Regions from separate parts of the Capra hircus genome. Here region 2 is linked to region 1. Evidence: chromatin contacts called from public Hi-C data. All regions are on one chromosome and are shown on one strand. The core of a region is the stretch at or near the end of the contact, and the rest is flanking DNA. Distances in the headings are between cores, read along the strand shown.

The links. A called contact is a pair of places that touch in the nucleus more often than the background predicts.
Region 2: a Hi-C map of blood shows a contact between it and region 1, with 3 times the contacts expected there. The contact joins the promoter of CDKN2D here to the enhancer-like site in region 1. A contact is called at or near these places in 4 of 5 Hi-C or Micro-C datasets (blood and liver).

What each region holds. Positions count from the first base shown.
Region 1 is chr7:94,881,196-94,886,998 of ARS1.2, reverse strand. No RefSeq gene overlaps it. Among named protein-coding and RNA genes, the nearest start is that of KEAP1, 15 kb to the left of the region's middle. Within about 2 kb of position 4,523, at least 1 of the 5 cell types and tissues checked has an H3K27ac peak or open chromatin away from gene starts, as enhancers often do.
Region 2 is chr7:94,949,289-94,955,294 of ARS1.2, reverse strand. It overlaps CDKN2D (cyclin-dependent kinase 4 inhibitor D), which reads left to right and starts at 1,936. Exons shown (of 3, transcript XM_018051064.1): 1 at 1,936-2,805; 2 at 3,076-3,231; 3 at 4,202-5,152. The coding sequence starts at 3,091. The coding sequence ends at 4,561. AP1M2 (AP-1 complex subunit mu-2) reads left to right here. Exons shown (of 12, transcript XM_013965162.2): 11 at 287-362; 12 at 789-1,198. The coding sequence ends at 811. It overlaps KRI1 (protein KRI1 homolog), which reads left to right and starts at 5,576. Exons shown (of 19, transcript XM_018051055.1): 1 at 5,576-5,712; 2 at 5,830-5,903. The coding sequence starts at 5,619.

The DNA of each region.
Region 1 (5,803 bases), core at 3,274-5,773:
CTCTAGTTGCCCACTTCTCTGGTCCTTGTCCTAAGATTTTTATGGAACAAGAAAATAAATCTGGGAGTTCCCTGGCAGTCCAGTGGTTAGGGACTCAGGGCTTTCACTGCTGGGGCCCAGCCTCCATCCCTGGTCCAGGAACTAAGAGTCTGCAAGCCATGTGGTGAGGCAAAAAAAAAAAAAAAGTTGGTTGCATTGAGTGGATGGGGAAATTGTAAACACATCTAGATAGTCTTAGCATTTGCAGTGTATTTCTACACATTATTTGATCCTCAATGGTGCTATGAGCTAAGGGCAAGCCTGAGTTCTTTTTTGAAAACCTTCATGCATTTGGCCATGTCGGATCTTGGTTGTGGAAAATCTTTGATCTTCGTTGAGGCATGTGGGATGTTTCAGCTGTGGCATGTGAACTCAATTGTGGCATGTGGGATTTAGATCCCTGACCAGGGATCCAACCTGGGGTCCCCTGCATCAGGAGCATGGAGTCTTAGACACTGGACCACCAGGGAAGTCCCGGAACTCTACAGATGAAAAGAAGAGGTTCAGAGAAGTGACCTTCCCAAGTGGTGGGGTGCAGACTTGACCTCTGTGGTACCTGAAAGCAGTCCCTCTCGGCTATAACTTGCTCCACCTGTGTGTTTGTCAAAGCGGGTGTTACAGAAGTCCCATGGCAGCCCTTCCCTGGAGGTCCAGTGGTTAAGATTCACTCTGCATTCCACTGCAGGGGACACAGGTTCAAGGTTCAGTCTCTAGTCGGGCAACTAATATCCCGCATGCTATGCAACTTGGCCAAAATAAGTAAGTAAATAAATGCACACGTGTGCTCAGTCATGTCTGACTCTTTGTGACCTTATGGAGGCATATGTAGCCCGCCAGGCTCTTTTGTCCATGGAATTTTGCAGACAAGAATACTAGAGTGGGTTGCCATTTCCTTCTCCAGGGGGTCTTCCTGACTCAGGGATTGAACCCATGTCTCCTGTGTCTTCTGTATTGCAGGCATATTCTTTACCACTTGAGCCGTCAGGGAAGCCCAAGTAAGTAAATAAGTAGATACGTAAGTAGGTCCTGTGGGATCAGTGTGCATAGCCAGAAACAACGATCTAATCTAGAATAGGGATTTACGTATAATGTGGTTGCTAGAAGCCCCACAGCCTACCCCAGAGTGCTGTTTCCTTTCAGAGGCATTAGAGCCATGGTCTTGATGTCAAGTCAACCTGATTCAGTAAGGCAGTTTGGGTAAACAGTTTAGAAGTCAGGTAAACAGTTTCCTGTCTGAAAAAACAGTACCTGGATGCTACTTGGCGCTAGACCCTATGTGAGCTGCTGGACCAACAAAGGTGAGTATTTTTTAAAAACTTAATTGGAGAATAATTGCTTTCCACTATTGTGTGGTCTTCTGCCATACAGCAACACGAATCAGGCAGCCATAAGTACACATAGGTCCCCTCCTTCTTGAACTTCTCCCCGACCCCACTTTAGGTTGTCACAGAGCGGCGCTTTGAGCTCCCTGAATTATACAGCAACTTTTCCCATTAGCTTTACCTGTTTTATATATGGCAATATGTATGTTTTAATACTGTTCTCTCACTTCATCCCAACCTCTCCTTCCCTTGCTGGCCAAAGTCTCTTCTTTATGTCTGCATCTCTATTCCTGCTCTGCAAATAGTTTCATCAATACCATTTTTCTAGATGCCATATTTATGTGTTAATATATGACGCTTGTTTTTCTCTTTCTGACCTAGCTTCACCTTGTATAACATGCTTTGGGTTCATCCACCTCACTAGAACTGACTCAAATGTGTTCCTTTTCATGGCTGAGTAATATTCTATTGTGTATGTGTACCAAAACTTTTTTATCCATTGATCTGTTGATGAACACGTAAATTGCTTCCATGTCCTGGCTACTTTAAACAGTGCTGCAGTGAACACTGGGACACGTGCCTTTTTCACTTACGGTTTTCTCAAGGTATATATATGCCCAGCAGTGAGATTGTTGGGTCATATGGTGGTTTTATTCCTAGTTTTTAAAGGAATCTCCATACTGTTCTCCATAGTGGCGCTATCAATTTACATTCCCACAAACAGTGCAAGAGGGTTCCCTTTTCTCCACTCTCTCTCCAGCATTCATTATTTGTAGGTTTTTTGATGATGGCTATTCTGATCGGTGTGAGGTGATACTTCCAAAGGTGAGTATTTATGTTCACTTTCTATCTCTGCAAAAGACAACTTGATTTTATGCCTTACTCTTCCAGGCAATGGGACTGACAGTGAACGAGCCCCCAAAGATCCCTGCCCTCATGGAAATTACAGCCTAGTCGGGGAGTAGGGTGACCAACTTATCCTAGTTTGCCTGGGACTTTTCCAGTTTGAACGCTGAAAGGCTGGCATCCCAGGAACCATTTAGTCCCAGTAAACCAGGTTCATTGGTTACTCTCCAGGTAAACCAGATATATTAACAACTGTGTTGAGTGACAGACATGATTAAGTTTGCATTTGATAGCTCTGGAAGCTAAGTGGGAATGGCTGCGGATAGAGGTACAGTGGGAAAGGGTAAGCAGCTGGCGCAGTAGCTGGGTGACAGGCCGGTGGTGTGGATCAGGCAGGTGCCTATGGGAATAAAGGAGAGTCTACAGGAGAATAGACTGCTTAGATAGGATGGATGAATCATCAGGAATGCTCCCGGGTGGTTTTGAAGCTTAAGAAGCCAAGTGGAGGGGTCCTTAGAGGAATCTGCTGTTACAGGAGGAAGTGACGATGGTTCGGAGTGTGTTAGGTTTGTAGCCTCAAGATAACGGTTGTTTTTGGAAAGTACTGAAGCAGATTTTTCAAACCCTCAATCTTTGCTGCTTCCAACAAATAGCTCTTGAATGGTTGCTCTGTGCTAGACATGAAGATACAATGAGGAGCAAGCATGACACTGGTCTGTTTTCATAGAGCTAATGAAATAATCCAACTTCCCTGGTGGCTCAACAGTAAAGAATCCTCCTGCCATGCAGGAGACTCGGCTTTGATCTCTGGGCCAGGAAGATCCCCTGAAGAAGCAAATGCAACCCAGTCCGGTATTCTTGCCTGGGAAATCCCATGGACAGAGAAGCCTGGCGGGCTACAGTCCATGGGGTCAAAAAAGAGTCAGATGTGACTTAGTTACTAAACAACAATAAAATAATCACATTGAGTATATGTATTTAATTTCTTAGGTAAGCTTTCTGAAGGGCTGGAGCTCAACCTAGGTCAGATGCCTTGAGAAAGCATTCTTGAAGTGGTTTTTTCACAGAAGTTCAGAGTGTAAACTAGGTGAGGGAAAAGAGGGGTAAGATTCTGGACAGAGGAACCATCTGCCCTGTGGCACTGAAAAGCAAGCCTAGGTGAAGCTCTGAGAGGGAGGAGGAACATGGTGCCAGAAGAGGCTTAACAGAGGTGAGGGAGGCAGACCGTGCAAGCCCAGTGCACCACATAATTTTCATTTATTAAATACCTAAAAACTGCCTTAAAAAAAAAGTTAAAACATTACAGGACTTCCCTGGTGACTCACTGGTTAAGAATCCACCTGTCAATGCAGGAGACAAGGGTTCGATCCTTGATCTGGGAAAATCCCGAGGAGCAGCTAGCCAGTGCTCCACAACTGCTGAGCCCGTGCTCCAGAGCCCAGGGACCACAACTCCTGAGCCCAGGTGCCGCGACTGCTGGAGCCTGTGTGCCCTAGAGCTGGTGCTCTGCAACAAGAGAAGCCACTGCAATAAGAAGCCTGAGCACTGCAACTGGAGAAAAGCCCTCATGGCCACGAAGACCCAGCACAGCCAAAAATAAATACTTTTTTAAAAAGGTAAAACATTACAGATAAAGCTGAAGTCTTACTCTCTCTCCATCCCAGCCCCTCTAGATCTTAAAAAAAAAAAAAATTAACAATCTTCAATATTGTATGTTTTATGTAGTTCCTTACAAAAAATGGCATAATGGTGCTTGTATTACTCTGCAATACAGAGCTTTTCCTCTCTCAGTAAGCTCTGTCTGTGATGTCACGTTCCTTTTACCAGCTACCGGATGTTCTGTTTTATCTTTCACTATTGACAGATGTTTAGGTTGTTTCTAGTTTCTCAGAATTACAGATAAGGCAGCAACACCCTCTCTTAATCATGCCTCCTTTCTCCAGATGGGTGCTAGGAGGTGGAACTTACTAGGTCATGGAGTAAGCCCAGCTTTCCTAGATGCTGGCAGATGACCCTCCAAGTCCTTTTTATTCCTGCTATTTCTGCAAGTTCTTTTTTAAACTTAATTTTAAGTTTTACATATTTTTATAAAAATTGAGGTATATCTGATTTATAACATCATGTTAATTTCCAAGTGCAGCACAGTGATTCACAGCTCTTTGTAAATCTACACACACAGGGTTTCCTGGTGGTCCAGCGGCTGAGAATCTGCTTTGCAATGCAGGTGACACCAGTTGGATCCCTGATCTGGGAAGAGCCCACGTGCCATGGAGCAGCTAAGCCGGTGTGCCACAAGTGCTGAGCCTGCGCTCTGAAGCCCGGGAGCCACAACTACTGAGCCCACGTGCCGTAACTACTGAAGCCTGTACACCCTAGAGCCTGCGCTCTGCAACAAGAGAAGCCACTGCAGTGAGAAGCCCACAATGAAACTAGGTGGTAGCCCCTGCTCGCTGCAACTAGAGAAAGGCCGCCCACAGCAGAGGAAAACTAGCAGAGCCAAAACTAGAAATAAAATTTAAAAAATCTACACACAATCGACTGTATCACTCTTTTTCTTGATGCTGCTTCTTTTTGTGGCATGAAAGTGTTCATTTTTATCTTGACCTTTTCTGCAGCTTCCTACTTACTTGTTAATTTATTGTCTTCTGCCCATAAATTCATTGCTTCTGCCTAAGTTAACCAAAGTTAGTTTTCTGTTGGTTCTGTGTTAGAACCAAGAATCCTAACTAATAGAGATAAGAAGATAGAGATAAGAAGAAATTTTGAAAAATATTTCTTAAAATATAAGCTTTGTTTATGCACTGCTTTTCTGTTTTTTTTTTTTTTTTTTTTAAACACATCAGTCTGCTTTGGGTCTCAGCGGCTGCACATGGGATCTTTAGTTGCAGTGCATGGACTCTCTAGCTGTGGCGTGTGGGTTCTCGAGTGCTCGGGCTTCATAGCTACAGTGATCAGGCTTAGTTGCTCATTGGTATGTGGGATCTTAGTTCCTAACCAGGGGTTGGACCCTAACCCCCTGCATTACACAGGGGATTCTTAACCACTGGGCCACCAGGGAAGTCCCAGTTATGACTTTGTGTACATTGCTGATGAGTAAGGGTAATCGTGTGCATTGTTGTCTTATTTCTGGCTATAATGTTACTGTTCCTAATGTCCCACCGTTCAATCTGATTTTCTGTAATCCATGCTTTAAGTTTTGCCAGAAACTTTTAAAGTTCAGGAAGCTCCCCCTTGCTTTGTGTGTGCTAAGTTGCTTTGGTTGTGTCTGACTCTTTTCGATCCTATGGATTGTAGCCCTCTGGGCTCTTCTGTCCGTGGGATTCTCCAGGCAACAATACCAGAGGGGGTTGCCATGCCCTCCTCCAGGGGATCTTCCCAACCCAGGGATCGAACCTGCATCTCCGACATCTCCTGCATTGGCAGGGGGGCTGTTTACCACTAGTGCCACTTGGGAGGCCCCATATCTAGTTTTGTTTTTTTTTTTTTAAATCATAAACGGGTGTTGGATTTTCTAAACATCTCTCAATCAGTAGTTGGACACCAAGAAACTACATTTCTAACAAGTTCCCAGTTGATGCTGATGTGGCTTGTGCAGG
Region 2 (6,006 bases), core at 687-3,186, 71 kb before region 1:
TTTCTGCTCTCAGCCTGGGTCCCCTTCCCCTCCCCACTAGCTTTGCCCTGTGCCTAAACTGTATTGTGTCAATTCTCTTAGAACGTGCCATCTTTCCCACTGTCCTGGACCACCTGATCTCCCCACACACATACACTGTCCTGGTCACATCTTTGTCCTGAGCCTTGTTACTTCATTCCTCCCAGGCCGTGCTTTCTTATTCCTGGAAGTTGTGTTATTTATGTTCCCCTGGCCCCAGCCTGCTCTGTCCCCCTACCCTGGGCCACCTCCTTTCATCCCTTTCCAGGTCCGATACATGAAGATCATTGAGAAGAGTGGTTACCAGGCCCTGCCCTGGGTCCGCTATATCACCCAGAGTGGCGGTAAGGTGGCCCGGCTCCCTGAGATGACAGGGACAAGATGAATGGGCATGGTCTTGGGGATTTGAAACATCTTGTCTCAGAGGGCTCCAAAACCGACAGGCGTGGCCCTCAGGTCTATCCTATCTTTGTCAGTGTGCCCTCCCGAGTCTCGGTTTGCCTATCTTTAAAATGGGGACAGTTGCCAGTTCCAGGGTGGTGGTGGTGGGGTTTGGATAAGCAACTGAACACACAGCAGCCCCGTCTGTTGCCTGGAGACAGGCATGGTGCTGTGGTTACAGTCGCCATGTTTGAGCCCATCCTTAGCCCTGTTACAGACTTGTGGGGTTGATCATGAGCACTGGGGAAGGGGATGGGTTGTGGGTGGGGGTGCTGTCCTGTCTCCTTCCCCCACTTCTGAGATGGTCCCTGCTCATTGTTTCCCTACAGATTATCAACTTCGTACCAGCTAGAAGGGAGAAGTGGGGGCCTGAACCTGGGCTGTCTTCTCCCCAGGCCCCAACTGCAGCCTCCACTAGAGAAGGAGGGAAGATGGGGTGTGTGTGTGTGAGGGCAGCCCTTGAATTACTGGTTTGTTACTCCCAGCACCTGACTTGCTCCTACCCATTTCCTTTACTGGTAGGCTGGGAGTGATAATCTCCAGCTCTCAGACTCTCACCCCTCCCCCTCCCCGTTTTATATGAAGAAATAGAAGAGGGGCTTGAAGTCCCCCTCATGAGTGCCTTTTTGCAGTGACCTGCCTTAGGAGGTGTGGGGAGTCCCTCCTCCACAGCTGCTGAGCCCAGAGGCCCCACTGGCCCATTTCTGAGTTTTAGGATGGCATTAAAAAGATGAATCTAGCTGCTGTTATGTACTTCTTGGCTGGGGGCTGGGGATGTCAGAGGTGCCCCTGGGGTGCTGGGATAAGAGTGGGCAACATATCCATTTCTCAGCCCTGGTCATCTCTCAGCTGGGCCCTCGCAATTGCTCCCACCTTGGTCTCCCAGGCTCTGGGCTTCCCTCTCCCATGACAGCCAGTTCCCATCATAGCCACCAGAGGGCGCCTATTAACTCCTAAACTAGACCGTGGCTCCTCAATACAGAAGCTTCCCAGGGTTCCACCCATTGATTTCTGTCGTTCTGGGCAGCTTGCGGGACCGTAGTTCCCCGACCAGGGATTGAACCTGGACCCCCTGCAGCAGATGCTCGGAGTCTTAACCACTGGACCGCCAGGGAAATTCCCCATTCTTTTTAAAAAGTAAAAGTGCTCACCACAGCCCACACGCCTGTTCACCCCTCACCTCCTCCCCCTTCTCTCCGTCTCTATACCTCGCTCTTCCTGGACTTACTAGACATGCTTACAGCTCAGGGCCTTTGAATCTGTAGCGCCTCCACCTGGTATGTTTTTCCTGAGAGACACACGGCTCCTTCCCTCACCTTCAGGTCTCAAATCAAATGTCACCTTCTTAGGGTGGCCATGCCCGACCTCTCTATTTCAAAGCCTTCTTTTCCCAAGACACCATTATTTATCTCATTTTGTCAGCTCCACAGTGTATAGCACTCTGAAAATATTTATTGTCGTCTCCAGCTCTAAAAGGTAAGTATCCAACAGCCAGGAGGCACCTGGCTTGCTTTCTACTGGGGTGCATAGTACACAGTAGCAGGTCGGTAAATGTGTGAAGGCCCCGCTGTTGAAGGCCTCTGTTAAGAGCCTCCGACGCGACTCTCGCCTCCCAGTCTCACCCACGTGGCAGCTGGTGAATGAACTTTCTTCCACGCCCTTGCATTTGCTGTGCCAGGGCTGGCGCAATCTGAGCCAAACGTGATTCCTTTTTCACTCACCCCATTTCCATGCTTTATTTTCCTCACGGTGCTTAACACTAAAATTACTCAGTAGCTCGAATGCAGGACCCCCAGCGCCAAGAACGGCTCCGGCACACAGTGAGTGAATGAAATAAAGCACTTTGCACAGTAAGAACTAACGAATATTATCGCACCGCATAACTCCAAACTGGGCGGTCCCAGCCCTGCCTCCCTTTCCCTCGGAAGTGCCGAGGTCCCGGAGCAGCCCGCGCTACCCTGCGCCTGACCTTTCTCCCCTGGGTCAGTTAAACGGGCCCTCTTTCCCGCCCGCCCGTCGCTTTTGAAAAACCGAAAACCCCGCCATTGTTCGCGGTTCACCGGTCGCCGAAGTTTGTCCAATCAGAAGCGGGCCCGCCCACGCCGGCGCACAAAGCCTCCCTGGCAACGCGTGGCCATTGGCTGCGCTGGCAAGGAGGGCGGAGCACTACAGGGTCGGGAGCCGGGCATCGCAGCTGGGCTACAACGTAGCAAGTTCATAAGAAAACAAATCCGCGGCGTTTGGGGGCGGGGCCGCGAGAGCTCTGGCTCCGCCCCCTAGCGGCCTGCTCCGCAGCGGCGGAGACGCTGGCTCAGAACAGACCCCGCCCGAAGAGGAGGAGGGAGGGTGAGTTGGGGGGAGACCCGGCCCCCAAGGGGCGGGCGCCGGGCAGGGCCCAGCGGGCTAGCGGAGGGTTGGGCCTGGGCTCTCAGCCCCTCTCTACCCACCGGCTGACAGGGGGAGGAGCCGGCCGGGAGGGTGGGGGTCGCGCCCGAGACCCAGACAGGAGAGTCCGACCTCTTCGCAGGCCGGGGACGCTGTGGGAGGGCTGTTCGGGCTAGCGCCGGTGGGCTCCCCCTCACTGACCGCCGCGGGGTGGGGCGGGGGGCTTCGCAGGCCGCCAGTATCGACATGCTGCTGGAAGAGGTCCACGCCGGCGACCGGCTGAGCGGGGCGGCGGCCCGAGGAGACGTGCAGGAGGTGCGCCGCCTTCTGCACCGCGAGCTGGTGCACCCAGACGTTCTGAACCGCTTTGGCAAGACGGCGCTGCAGGTGAGCCCGGGCCGGCCCGCAGACCCCTTCCCTCTTCTCTCCTTGTTCCCGTTGGTAGCCGACTGAGGTCTGTTCCTGCGTCTCTGGGCTGACTTGGCTCCCTAATGTCCCCTTTCTTAGGTGGGTGGTGGATGGGGTTAGGTTGGGGGGAGGGGAGAGCTTTCCATCTTTGGAGGATTCCTTGCTCTCTGATTGCGAAGGATTCAGTTTCCCTGGAGAAGTTCTTATTCCCTGGGTGAGGGTTCGCCTTCTTTGGATCCGAGTTTCATGAGGGCAGCTCCAATGTCTTGGAGCATCTATGGACGATCCGACCGCAGGAAGGAAGGATTCCTATTTCCAAGGTGTACCCATTTTCAGGGGGTTCTCTGCGAGGTATCCAGTTTCCTGTGGGGGAGAATCTCTATTCCCGCGGGGTTTTCTTACTGGCATATTTGGGGAGGGGGATACCAATAAGGGAGTAGTCACAGATTACATGGGAGTCCCTGTTCCCTTGGGGACCTTTACAAAAGGGGAACCCCATTTCATCAGAAAGGATCCCTACTATATGGGAGGGGGAAATTCCTTGGAGGAGTTTTAAATTCCCTGGCCATCTCCATTTCCTGGAGGGGACTGTTCTCTGAGGTCTGTTTCCTGGTGGGGTTCATATTTCCTGATGATTTCCCATCTGTGGGGAGAAGTGTCTCTGGTTCCTTGGGGTCTTAGGTTCCCTGAAAATTTCCACGGGGGTATACCCTAGCGGGGGGCGGGGGGTGACCAGTTTTTTGAAGTTCCTTATTCCCAGGAGATCTTGTTCTCTGGGGTCTCAACAGCTGCCTGAAAGTTTTTGTTCCCCGGAGTTTTTCCTTCTCTTGAGAACCTTGTATCTGGCATTCTCAACTCCCGAATGACCCCTCTCTCCAGTCACCCGTTTCCCCAGACCTCCTCCTTTGGAGACTCCCTGACCCTTCTCTACCCCCATTCCCCCCACCAGGTCATGATGTTCGGCAGTCCCACCATTGCCCTGGAACTCCTGAAGCAAGGCGCCAGCCCCAATGTCCAGGACGCCTCGGGCACCACTCCGGCCCACGATGCAGCCCGCACTGGATTCCTTGACACCCTAAAAGTGCTGGTGGAGCACGGTGCCGATGTCAACGCACCCGATGGCACCGGGGCGCTCCCCATCCACCTGGCAGTGAGAGAGGGCCACACCCCTGTGGTCAGCTTCCTGGCTGCCGAGTCTGATCTCCATCACAGGGACGCCAGGGGGCTCACACCCCTAGAGCTGGCACGGGGGAGAGGGGCCCAGGAGCTCATGGACATACTGCAGCGGCACACAGTGGCACCCCTGTGACCTGGGGCCACCCACTCCAGCAGCAGGACGCAGCTGAGTTCTGTGTCAGAAGAGGGAAGAAACACTTTCTCCCTTTGCTCCTCCTGCCCGCTGCCGAGGGGCACCGGTTTGTGGCTTGTTGGTGTTGATTTCTGGGGTGTGTGTGTTTGACGTGCATTTCTCGTTTTTTTTTCTCACCCCTTTCGGTGTGTTGGGCAGAGAAGGGCTCCTAGAGGCAACAGCCACCTGAACGGTTCAGTTTCCTCCACGCCTACAGACTGAGTCCCAAGGGCAGAGCGTTTAAAACCCCAGCCCTCGAGAGTGAGAGAGTGAGGTCATCTCTTCCAAGGCTCTTGGAACCTGTCGACCTTGGCCGGCTTACGGAGAGAGACCTCAAGTGTGCACACTGCTTTCCGGCATGGGGGAGGGGGGAGTGTTCCAAATCGATAAAAGGGTAGTATGAGTTCATTCATATTTTGTTGAAAGCTTCATTTCCAGTCCCTTGTACAGCGTTTAAAAAAAAAAGTCTATTTATTAAGCTTTATAGAAAATATTGTTGTGTGTGTAATTTAATGTTTTTACCCATTAAATTAAGACTGGTGCATGACCACAGCTCTAGTAGCTTGTCATTTTTGATACGCGATGGAGAGTCGCGTATCCAGGATGTTTGTGGGAATGGGCCCTGGGGGTCGAGGATCGTGGATGCTTTGGAGGAGGGGAGAGAGTAGTAATTCCCAGGGCGCCACGGGTGAGTGAGCTGGGTGGGGCAGCGGTTTACGCTGTCGGAACGGAAGGGAGGCAGGAAACCGCGAGTGGAGAAAGGGCCCCTAGATGTCAGCTGGGTGCCGGGAGCCCCGAGGGTGGGGGAGTGGGATGGGCGGTGGCTGCAGCCTTCCCCGCAGAGGCGTGGCTCGTGGGCGGGGACTGCGGTCCCAGGGCCAGGGATCCCGGAAGGGCCCGGGGCAAGGTTCTGTGCAGCCCAGGAGGCTCCGCCCCTATTTAAAGTAAACTGTGCGTAGCCCCGCCTCCAGGGAGGCGGTGCTTTCCTGACGCGTGCGCAGTGGGTCGGAGAGCAGCCATGCCGGAGCCGCGCGGGTCGTCGCCCCTGCGGGTGAACGCGGCGTTCGCGGCGAGGTACGGCCGCTACCGTGAGCGAGAGGAGCTGCAGCGGCGTGAGTGCGGGGCGCATGCGTCGTGGGGGGCCGGCGCGTGTCGGGCGGTCTGCAGGTGGGCCTTGATCTGGTCCCCCAGGCTCACCTGGGTGGGGGGCTCGCATCTTTGTCCCACAGTGAAAGATCGCTACGGAGACCGGCACAGCGGCAGCGACTCCAGCTCCGAATCTGATTCCAGCGACGAGCACGTGGTGAGCTTCTCCGCCTCCGTCCCGGAGTTGCGGGATGTGTCCAGGGGCCGTGTCTCATCCTGGCCCGGACTTACAAGGGGCAGCTAACCTCCAACCCCATTGC